Linked DNA regions of Sus scrofa: all the other regions are linked to region 3. Evidence: chromatin contacts called from public HiChIP or PLAC-seq and promoter capture Hi-C data. All regions are on one chromosome and are shown on one strand. The core of a region is the stretch at or near the end of the contact, and the rest is flanking DNA. Distances in the headings are between cores, read along the strand shown. Region 1 holds the start of LOC100738906 (zinc finger protein 177-like). Region 2 holds the start of FBXL12 (F-box/LRR-repeat protein 12). Region 3 holds the start of ZNF317 (zinc finger protein 317).

Region 1 (3,404 bases), core at 885-3,384, 1.4 Mb before region 3:
CTGCGTCTGCAACCTACACCACAGCTCACGGCAACGTCGGATCGTTAACCCACTGAGCAAGGGCAGGGACCGAACCCGCAACTTCATGGTTCCTAGTCGGATTCGTTAACCACTGCGCCATGACGGGAACTCTGAAAAATGCTTTTTTAAAATAAGAACTTTCCAATATAGAAAGTTTTATGTTTGATTTCAAGAGCAGCTGAAGATAGAATGTAATACCTTTGTTTCCCAGGGGATGGCAGCACATAATCAAATTTGCCATGTAAATTATAATTTCATAACAGGAATTAGGAGGAGTTGCTAACGTTTGTATTACACTTCACCATAAGGGAAAAAATGGAATTTTTCATAAGGGAAAAAAACGAATTTGTATTTTTTTAGGTATCTACTTTACCAGCTGGATATTCTGATTTATATCTATGATTTAAATCAGAGCATGCCCCTCATCTCTCAAAACTCCCCAATAATAATCAAATGGAAATGAAAATTTAGATGTTTATGTACAGTGTCTAGGAGTTAAACTAATAGAAAGATACAACCAGTTGAAGAAAAATTTAAACTTTAACACCCTAAAAGCGTTCCCATTGTGGTGCAGCAGTTTAAGGATCAGTGTTGTCACCCCTGTGGCTCAGGTTACTGCTGTGGAGCTAGTTCGGTCCCTGGCCCGGGAACTTCCACATGCCTCAGGTGTGGCCAAAAAAGAAAAAAAAAGTTGTTAAAAATAAATTATCGAATGAACCGCCATTGAATGCAATTTGGAAAAGTGCTAGGAATATTCCATTGTGGCAATCACGTATGACATGTTCTCTTGTATATATTTATTCTACTATCTGTCCTCCTCCCCAATTGAAATAAAAGTTTTGTGAATGCATGACTCAAATATTCCCTAAATGAATGAATGAAAGAAAAGTATTCAGGGAAACAATAGTAACTGCTTAAAACCAAAAAATTATACATATATAAAAGATATAAACATGTACATACATAATGTCTAAAAATCCACTATTTATTATATAAAACGAGATAGAAGTTTCTGTTGTGGCTCGGTGGGTTAAGAAATCTACGTAGTATCCATGAGAATTCGGTTCGATCTCTGGCCTTGCTCAGTAGGTTAAGGATCCTGTGTTACCACAAGCTGTGGCTTAGGTGGTCGATGTGGCTCAGGTTTGGCGTTGCTGTGGCATAGTCCGCAGCTGCAGCTCTGATTCGACCCCTTGCCCAGGAACTTCCAGATGCCGCAGGTGCGGCCCTAAAAAGAAAAAAACCCCAAAAAACTGGATAGATTTAAATTAACAGCTCCAAGATTAATGTACAAATGTTAAGACAAGTTCAAAGAACTTGAAACATTTTTGAGAAGGACAAGAAAGTTTGGAAATAAAGAATAGTGAAGAGGGATTTATCGGTTATTTACTGCTGTATAACAAACCAGTTCTGAAACATTGTCTCCCAGCACCAAGCTGCAAGAGCTCAGAAAAAAGCATTCTTTGAGTCTCCGGCTGCACGGTCCTTCTAGGACACGCACGAGGACCCGCCCAACCGACTTTGTACAGCTGTGCTCCCCCCCCCCCCAGCACCCTCCTCTCGCCTGGCTCCGCCCCCAAGGCTCCCAATTGGAGCCCGCTAGGAGGGGCCCAACGGCATCCAGTGGGGGGACACTAGAACTGCTTAGGCCAAGGCTGGAGGACGCGGTAGCAGCACCTCCCGCCGCCTCAGGACCTTCCTAGGTCGGGGCTCTGAGCCTTTCGCTTTCGGAGGACTAGCGTCTTTCCCGTTATAGCGCCACGACCTTCTTCGGGATCTGCCTCTGGCACTGACTAGTACGGCCCCGCCACTGGGAGGGCGGGGTCTCGGAGAGGGCCCGGAGACGGTGCCCCGGGGGGCGGGGTCTCTTTAAAGGCGGGGAGACCAGGATCCAGAGGAGCAGGGTCTGCTGGGGCCGGAAAACTAGGCTCAAGGGGGCGGGATCTAGGCGAGGGCGGGGAAATGGGCTCGGGAGGGCGGGGTTTCTTTAAGGGCGGGGGAAAAAAAGCTCCAGAGGGCAGGGTCTCGGAGAGGGCGGGGAGACTGGGCTCAGTTGGGGCGGGATCTAGGTTGGGGCGGAGAGATGGGGCTCCAGAGGGCGGGTCTCTGCGGGGGCGGGGCCCTGAAGCTTCGGAGGCGAGGTCTCGAGCGACAGGGGACACGCTGGTGTTGACCGAGTCTCCGTGTCCTTCCGTCCTCGTGACCTCGGCATTTTGTCGGTTTTTCGGGTGAGAGGCGCTGGTGAATTTTAGTCAAGGAAATCCCTTTTTGCCCTCCTCGTACAAGAAAATTTTACCCGGGATTTTTGCTTTTGTGAGCGGCATTGAGGTGAGGTTTTAAGATAGATTTTTCAGTTACTTACGTTTGATAAATTCGTCTGGGAAAAATACTTTCTCCGTTTTCCAGGGTCAGTGTAAATACGTACGTGTAATAAAACGAAAGGGAGGTGAAAACGTAAATAACAGGTCTTACAATTACATAAAGATTACTCAGCTCTGTACTTCCCAAGTCAGTTCCGACTCTCCTAGAGGCTATAATCACCGCAGAGTTTTAGAACATAGGGATCTCTTAATATTGATATTGTTAAAGTGAATGTTGGTACCATATGCTTGTATTTAAAGCGTGATAGAAACCTAAAGTATAAGGGAATTACATGACGTTTTATGTCTTAAAAACAGAACTCTCTGGGAAAAGGAGGAAGCAGCTTTCCTAATATTAGTAGCAGAAAATCGAATTTACTAACCTTAAACGAGATGCGTTTTGACCAAGTGGGTTTTTTTTTTTTTTTTTTTTTTTTTTGTCTTTCTGTGATTTCTTGGGCCCCTTCCGGGGCATATGGAGGTTCCCAGGCTAGGGGTCAAATTGGAGCTGTAGCCACCGGCCTACGCCAGAGCCACAGCAACGCGGGATCCGAGCCACATCTGCAGCCTACACCACAGCTCAGGGCAACGCCGGATCCTTAACCCACTGAGCAAGGCCAGGGATCGAACCCACAACCTCATGGTTCCTAGTCGGATTCGTTAACCACTGCGCCACGAGGGGAACTCCGGATTTTTTTTTTTTAATGACCTGCAAAACTCATGGATGAGAAATTGGACGAAAAATAATTTTGGAGGCAGTTCAGCAAAATAGACTCCTTGGTTCCAAAAGTATTTCTCACACCTTACCTTAAGAATTTTTCTGGAGTTCCCGTCGTGGCCCAGTGGTTAACGAATCCGACTAGGAACATGAGGTTGCGGGTTCGATCCCTGCCCTTGCTCAGTGGGTTAAGGATCCAGCTTTGCTGTGAGCTGTGGTGTAGGTCGCAGACGCGGCTCGAATCCCGCGTTGCTGTGGCTGTGGCGTAGGCTGGCGGCTACAGCTCCGATTCGACCCCTAGCCTG
Region 2 (3,202 bases), core at 6-2,505, 1.4 Mb before region 3:
CAGGCTAGGGGTCGAATCGGAGCTGTAGCCACCGGCCTACGCCAGAGCCACAGCAACGCGGGATCCAAGCCTCGTCTGCAACCTACACCACAGCTCATGCAATGCCGGATCCTTAAACCAATGAGCAAGGGCAGGGACCGAACCCGCAACCTCATGGTTCCTAGTCGGATTTGTTAACCACTGCGCCACGACGGGAACTCCTTTGTTTTTTTTTTTTTTTTTTTTTTTTTTTTTTTTTTTTTTTACCTCGTTCTTTCTGACAATTTGAGATCCTAGAAGTGGGATGCTTGGTCTGACAGGGGCTACAATCTTATGTTGCCAAACTGTCTTCAAAGATTTTGCATCAATTCTGCCCCAACTGCTGTGGTTGAGAAAGTCTGTTTCCTCATATCAGAGCCAGTGTGGGTATTTTTTGGCTTCCTCATCTTTCTTAATCTGATAAGTGAATTCCATAGTGTTTTACTTTGAATTTATTTATGGATAAGTGTAAGCATACAGATTATTTAAGTTTTATTCAGGTACAGTTGGTATACCAAATTGCACACATTTAGCATGTACATCTTAATGAGTTTGCATTTCTTTTTGAAACAGTTTTCAGCATCTCCAATTTCTTGTGTGTATTAAAAACATTTATTGCCATTTGTTGAGTGTGATTTGGCAAAAGCTACTCAGAATTAAACTCCTCATGTCCTTTGACCCATAAGCACAGCTCCTGTTTATTTATCCTATAGAAATAAAAACATAGGAAGTATATTATATATATGTGTGTACATAAACCTGCATACGTATATACATACATACATATGTAACAGAATGCTTAGCTCCAATATTGTTTATGGTAATAGGTCTGGAAGCAACCGGAATACTCATCAATACGGGAATGCTTGAGTAAATTTCACTGCCTTTATGAATTGCAACTTATAAAAATGAGTGCTGTTTACGAGAAGGAAGTCAGTTCAGGTTCTGAGGAGAATCATTTGACACCATCAATAAAAACGAAAAATTCAACACTCCTTTTAACAAGCTATTTATAAACAAAACAAAAGCTATTTCACTCTTGCAAATTTACCCTCATGTACATGCATCACAAAGCTCTAAAGCTGAGACCTCTCTCTGCGGAGTCCTCTGCTCTCGGCTCTGCCCTCAATCCCGCCTTCAGGGCTTGTCACCGCCCCAGCCCCGCCTTCTGGGTTCGGCCCTCGTCCCGGCCTCGCCCCCAGAGTAAGGTTTCCCCCCCCTTAACCCCGCCCTTGGTTTGCGTCACCGCCTCAGCCCCGCCTTCCCGGCTTAGTCCCAGTTCTCAGCTGCATTTTTGGTTCGGCGTTCAGATCCTGTGCTGCTCTGGCTCCAGTGCCCAGCCACGTCCCCGCAAGAGGAAAGCTGAATCTCTGCTGGCTACCTGAAGCCGCGACCACCTCCGTGCCAGCACCCTCACTTCCCCCACCTCCTTGGTCGCCCTCAGAACGAGTCCCCGAGTCCCTCTGGACGGAAACGGAAATGCGTGTCGGCGGGATGATGGCGACTTTTGCCGACTTGCCGGACTCTGTCCTGTTGGAGATCTTCTCTTACCTCCCGGTCCGGGACCGGATCCGCATCTCCAGGTGCGGCCCCGCCCCGCGGGAGGGAGGGGCCGGGCGGGGGGCATGCTAGGAGGTGCAGACCTGGACCCCGCGGGGCCGTGGTCGTTCTAACGGCGGGTCCCCTCCCCCAGGGTCTGTCACCGCTGGAAGAGGCTGGTGGACGACCGGTGGCTGTGGCGACATGTCGACCTGACGCTCTACACGGTATGCGGGGCTGGCCGGGAAGGCCTGGGCCTCGGTAGGTTTAGCCTGACCTCAAGGACCACGCCTCCAACCCTTGTTTCGAGCGAGGCTCTCCCAGGTGCTCCCGGCTGCGCCGCCTGCTTGCTCAGCTGTGACCTCTGGGCCTCAATTTCTCCATCTCCAAAATAATGGGTATAACCAAGATCGTTTGGGGAAAGGGCTTATTGATGAGTTTTCACGGAAAAGTAATTTTTTGTAGTCAACTTATTTCCAGAAGTAATCTCCTGAAGAGTGCAATCACACCATTTCCACTTTCTTCCGTTGTTTTTTTTTGTTTGTTTGTTTGTTTGTTTTTTTTTGCCTTTTTGTCGTTTTGCCTTTTCTAGAGCCGCTCCTGCGGCACATGGAGGTTCTCAGGCTAGGGGTCCAACCGGAGCCGTAGCCTCCCGCCCACTCCAGAGCCACAGCAACGCCGGATCCGAGCCGCATCTGCGACCTACACCACGGCTCAGGGCAATGCTGGATCCCCAACCCACTGAGCAAGACCAGGGATTGAACCTGCAACCTCATGGTTCCTAGTCGGATTGTCAACCACTGAGCCACGACGGGAACTCCTGCATTTTATTTTTCTTTTTATTATGAACTATTTTAAATACAAATGGAAATGCATAGGGGATAATATCTGAAACCATGTACTCACCATCTAGATTTAACCTTTATTAACCTTTGCTTTATTTGCTGCAGATCTTGAGAAACATAAATGTTTATGTATACATATATACATACAACATTTACAGGTTATTTGTTGCACTTTTTGAAACCCTCCACTATTTTTTTTCTTTATTGGTGGTGTGCGGAAGTTCCCGGACCGTGGATGGAACCTGTACCCCACAGGAGCCACACAAACAACTACAGTGACAATGTTGGATCCTTAACTGCTGAGTCACAAGGGAATTCCATTTCTAGAGTTTAGATAACCCTATTCTATTTAGATAATGAAATGCTATTTTACCCCTAACCAGCTTTTCTTTTGTTTTTTTTATGGCTGCACCTGCAGCATATGGAAAATCCAGTCAGAGCTGCAGTTGCCGGCCTAAGCCACAGCCACTGCAACTTGGGATCTGAGATGCATTTAGCTCATGGCAACAGATGGATCTTTAACCCACTGAGTGAGGCCAGGGATCCTACTCTCATCCTCATAGATACCAGTTGGGTTTGTTTCTGCTGAGCCACAATGGGAACTACCCCCAACCAGCTTTATTCACACATTGCTTTTGAGATAACTGGGACTTGTAAATCTAATTCATTCCTTTTAACCACGCTTAAATGAATATACCACAATTTGTTTATCGACTTTGCTGTTGACAGATGGTTAGATTATTTCCTATTACAAACAGCTTTTTTTTTTTTTTTTTTGCTTTTTAGGGCCCCACTGGTGG
Region 3 (3,269 bases), core at 108-2,607:
ACTCTAAAAATACCTGAGTGTGAGTCCACTTACAAGTAATTACCAAAATTAAGAAATATATATATATATTATACATATATATATATATATATATATATTTTTTTTTTTTTTTTGCTGTTTTTGGCTGCACCCAAAGCATATGTAAGTTCCCAGGCTAGGGGTGGAATCCGAGTTCCAGCTGCTGGCTTACACCACAACCACATCAACTCAGAATTCGAGCTGCCTCTGCAACCTACACCACAGCTCAGAGCGATGCTGGTTCCCCGACCCAAACGAGGCCAGGGATCGAAATGCATCCTCATGGATTCTAGCTGTGTTCGCTTCCACTGAGCCACGATGGGAACTCCCAAGAAATACATCTTTGAGAATACATCAACAGTAAGATCGACAAAGAAAATCCTGGGGAAAGAGTAGGATAGAGTTTAGGCGAATACAGGTTTCTGAAGTTTCATAATCTTATTTTTCTTGGCCTGGTTTGTGGATTCGCTTTTTTTTTTCTTTTTATTTCGTATGTCCTCATACTTTGCGGGGCCATATATGTTCAGTATTCCAATAAAAGAATAAATATTGAAGGGAAAAGAATAGGAAGCACCAAATAAGACGCTAGAAACCAATGCAAAATATTAGTAACCATGATAAATATTAATGGACTGTCAAATTAAACAACAACGTTTCAGTGAGTTTCTAAATCTAGTTACAGGCTATGTACATGAAAGTCACCTCAAGCAAATAAAGTATATGGAAATTTTAAGCGTAAAAAGCATTCAAGACAAATGCTAACAAAACCAGTGTGCTCCTATTAATATTAGACAAAACTGAACACAAAGCAAAAGGTAAGTAGTTTATTCCTGCAGGTTTCCAATTCCTAACCCCACTCCCGTCCTCCAATAAAGTCCTGAACTCACTTCGCCGGGCTTTTTCCTGTCTCCATCCCAATCTGTCAGGTTTTTTGGACCATACCGCCAATGCTTCCCCCTCACCGCTAAATACAGCGGACCTAAACTTAGTCACCAGCGTTTCATATCGCTTATTACAGGCTCTAAAACACACTCCGCCCAGCTGCCTGGCTTCCCAGTCCCAGGTCCCCGTCCCCACTAACTCCTCCCGGTTTGTGGGCCTCTCGTGTCCTCAGGAAGGCCGGGAGTTAAGGGTTAAATGAGGAAAGAGAGGCTTACACAACTAAGGGCAGAATCAGGGGGAGCGGAGGTCATGGAAGCTGCCGCTGAAGGGAGGAGAAGTTCATACGATGGTCTGATCTGCCGCGGAGACCTACAGCTGTGAACAAGCCGCTGCGGACCACTCCTCTGCCCATGTGTACAGGGGGAATTGCCTCCGGAGAGTAATGGCTTCCGCTCCACTTCCGCCTTCTAAGTGTCGCGGGATTTCATAACAGGACCGCTAACCTGGAAGCACAGGGTGGAAAGGATTCTGGGAAATGTAGTTCTCGAATTTAGGCAGCCTTTGGGGTATTGTATACGTGGAATCTACTGATCTTGCTGGGTTCCTCCAACTTCTTTTTTTGTTTGTTTGTTTGTTTGTTTTCTTTCTTTTTAGGGCCACACCCTCAACATATGGAAGTTCTCAGGCTAGGGGTGGAATCAGAGCTATAGCTGACTGCCTGCTCCAGAACCACATCTGTGCCACTGGTCACCACAAGGCTAGATTCCCCTACCCGCTGAGCAAGGTCAGGGATGGAACCCGCATCCTCATGGATACTAATCGGATTCGTTTATCCTTCACCCCACCTTCTAATTTTTCAAATGCCTTGGGTCTCAGTTCTCAGGCGTCTTTGCAATTTATAATCTTTGAGGTAGCAGTGAATCTTACCACTTTTAAGTGCTATTTAATAGTCAAGATGGAAGTTTCCATCCACAGCTCCACACCTCTACTCTAAATTCCATTTGGAATGAGATATTCTCTCCACTTGGATATTTTATAGATACATTAAAATGCCACAAATTAGAAGTTCCTGTTATGGCTCAGCGGTTAACAAACCCAAGTAGCATCCATGAGTATGCAGTTTCCATCCCTGGCCTTGCTCAGTAGATTAAGAATGGAGCATTGCCATGACCTGTGGTGTAGGTCACACACGAGGTTCAGATCCCGAGTTGCTGTGGCTGTGGTATAGGCCAGTGGCTACAGCTCTGATTGGACCCCTAGCCTGGGAAACTCCATATCTTGTGGGTTCCACCCTAAAAAGACCAAAAAAAAAAAAAAAAAAAAAAAAAGCCGCAAATTAAACTCCTGGCTCCACCTTCTCAACTTCAAATAACAGCAACCCCATCTTTCCACATTTCCATTGTAAACCTTGGCAACATCCTGGACTCTTCTTTGATTCAATAGGAAATACTCAGTTCTACCTTGATCATTAGCCAAGAATCTGATTGGTTTGCCAGAAATATTTTTTTCTTGTTTCTGAGTCCAGAAAGTTCACTGTTGGACCTGATGGATTGTAAATTGAGCGGGACCGGTGGGACCCTCCTGGGCAAAAAGCCTTTCCAGGTCCCTCATTTTCTTATTTGCAGGATAAAAGATTCAGCCTCCTATTACCCGCCCTGAGTTCCAAAGGGTAGATTCAAATAGGTACTAATCAGGGAAATAATGAATGCAGAAAAAAAAGCAAGAATAATCAAGAAACTATAGTGCAGTGATTAAAGCAAGATACTGGTTCCTCCTTGAGGAATATACATAATAATATATCTGAGTTCTTTTGCAGAAACTAAGGCCCTCACCCAGTTGGAGAATGGAAACTTTGGACTGAGCACAAGATTCCTAGGACATTGCCCTGTAATCTCACCACAAAGCAAGGTAAAAGTCACATACCCTGCAGCCCTCACCCCAAATTTTGCCTATAAAAATTTCTCCCTAAAAACCATAAGCAGTTTGGGGTTGGGGGGAAGTTTGAGCATGAGCCACCCATTCTCCTTTTTGGTCCTGCAATATACATTTCTTGACTCCAAACTCAGACTTTTGGTTTGTTTGGCCTCACTGTACATCTAGCACAAGGACACATATTTGCCAAAAACAGCCTTTTAGTAGCTCTGAGGGGGTTGCTCCAAAGAGAATATGAAGCAGAAACACCTCTGACTCAAACCCAGCCTAAACCAAGATTGGGACTGGAGCCCATGCGGTTTTTTTTGGGGGGGGGGGTTGATTTTGTTTTTGTTTTTGTTTTGCTTTTTAGGGCCGCGCCCATGGCATATGGATGATCCCAGGCTGGGGGTTGAACTGGAGCTGCAACTGCCGGCCTGCATCATAGCCACAGCAAT

The links. Promoter capture Hi-C pulls out the DNA fragments that hold promoters and counts their contacts. HiChIP or PLAC-seq counts read pairs in DNA pulled down with a chosen protein or histone mark.
Region 1: a promoter capture Hi-C map of liver shows a contact between it and region 3, with 18 times the contacts expected there. The contact joins the promoter of LOC100738906 here to the promoter of ZNF317 in region 3. A contact is called at or near these places in 3 of 5 promoter capture datasets (fetal liver, fetal skeletal muscle and liver), 13 of 47 Hi-C or Micro-C datasets (brain, embryonic fibroblasts, fetal heart ventricle and 8 more) and 2 of 2 datasets of contacts at active chromatin or transcription factors (alveolar macrophages and skeletal muscle).
Region 2: a contact with region 3 is called in an H3K27ac HiChIP or PLAC-seq map of alveolar macrophages. The contact joins the promoter of FBXL12 here to the promoter of ZNF317 in region 3. A contact is called at or near these places in 1 of 5 promoter capture datasets (liver) and 1 of 2 datasets of contacts at active chromatin or transcription factors (alveolar macrophages).

Annotation. Positions count from the first base shown.
Region 1 is chr2:68,676,381-68,679,784 of Sscrofa11.1, reverse strand. LOC100738906 (zinc finger protein 177-like) reads left to right here and starts at 2,134. Exons shown (of 6, transcript XM_021083777.1): 1 at 2,134-2,349.
Region 2 is chr2:68,699,970-68,703,171 of Sscrofa11.1, reverse strand. FBXL12 (F-box/LRR-repeat protein 12) reads left to right here and starts at 1,255. Exons shown (of 3, transcript XM_013987420.1): 1 at 1,255-1,601; 2 at 1,712-1,818. It also overlaps a transcript of UBL5 not described here.
Region 3 is chr2:67,310,236-67,313,504 of Sscrofa11.1, reverse strand. ZNF317 (zinc finger protein 317) reads right to left here and starts at 1,357. Exons shown (of 6, transcript XM_021083756.1): 1 at 1,176-1,357.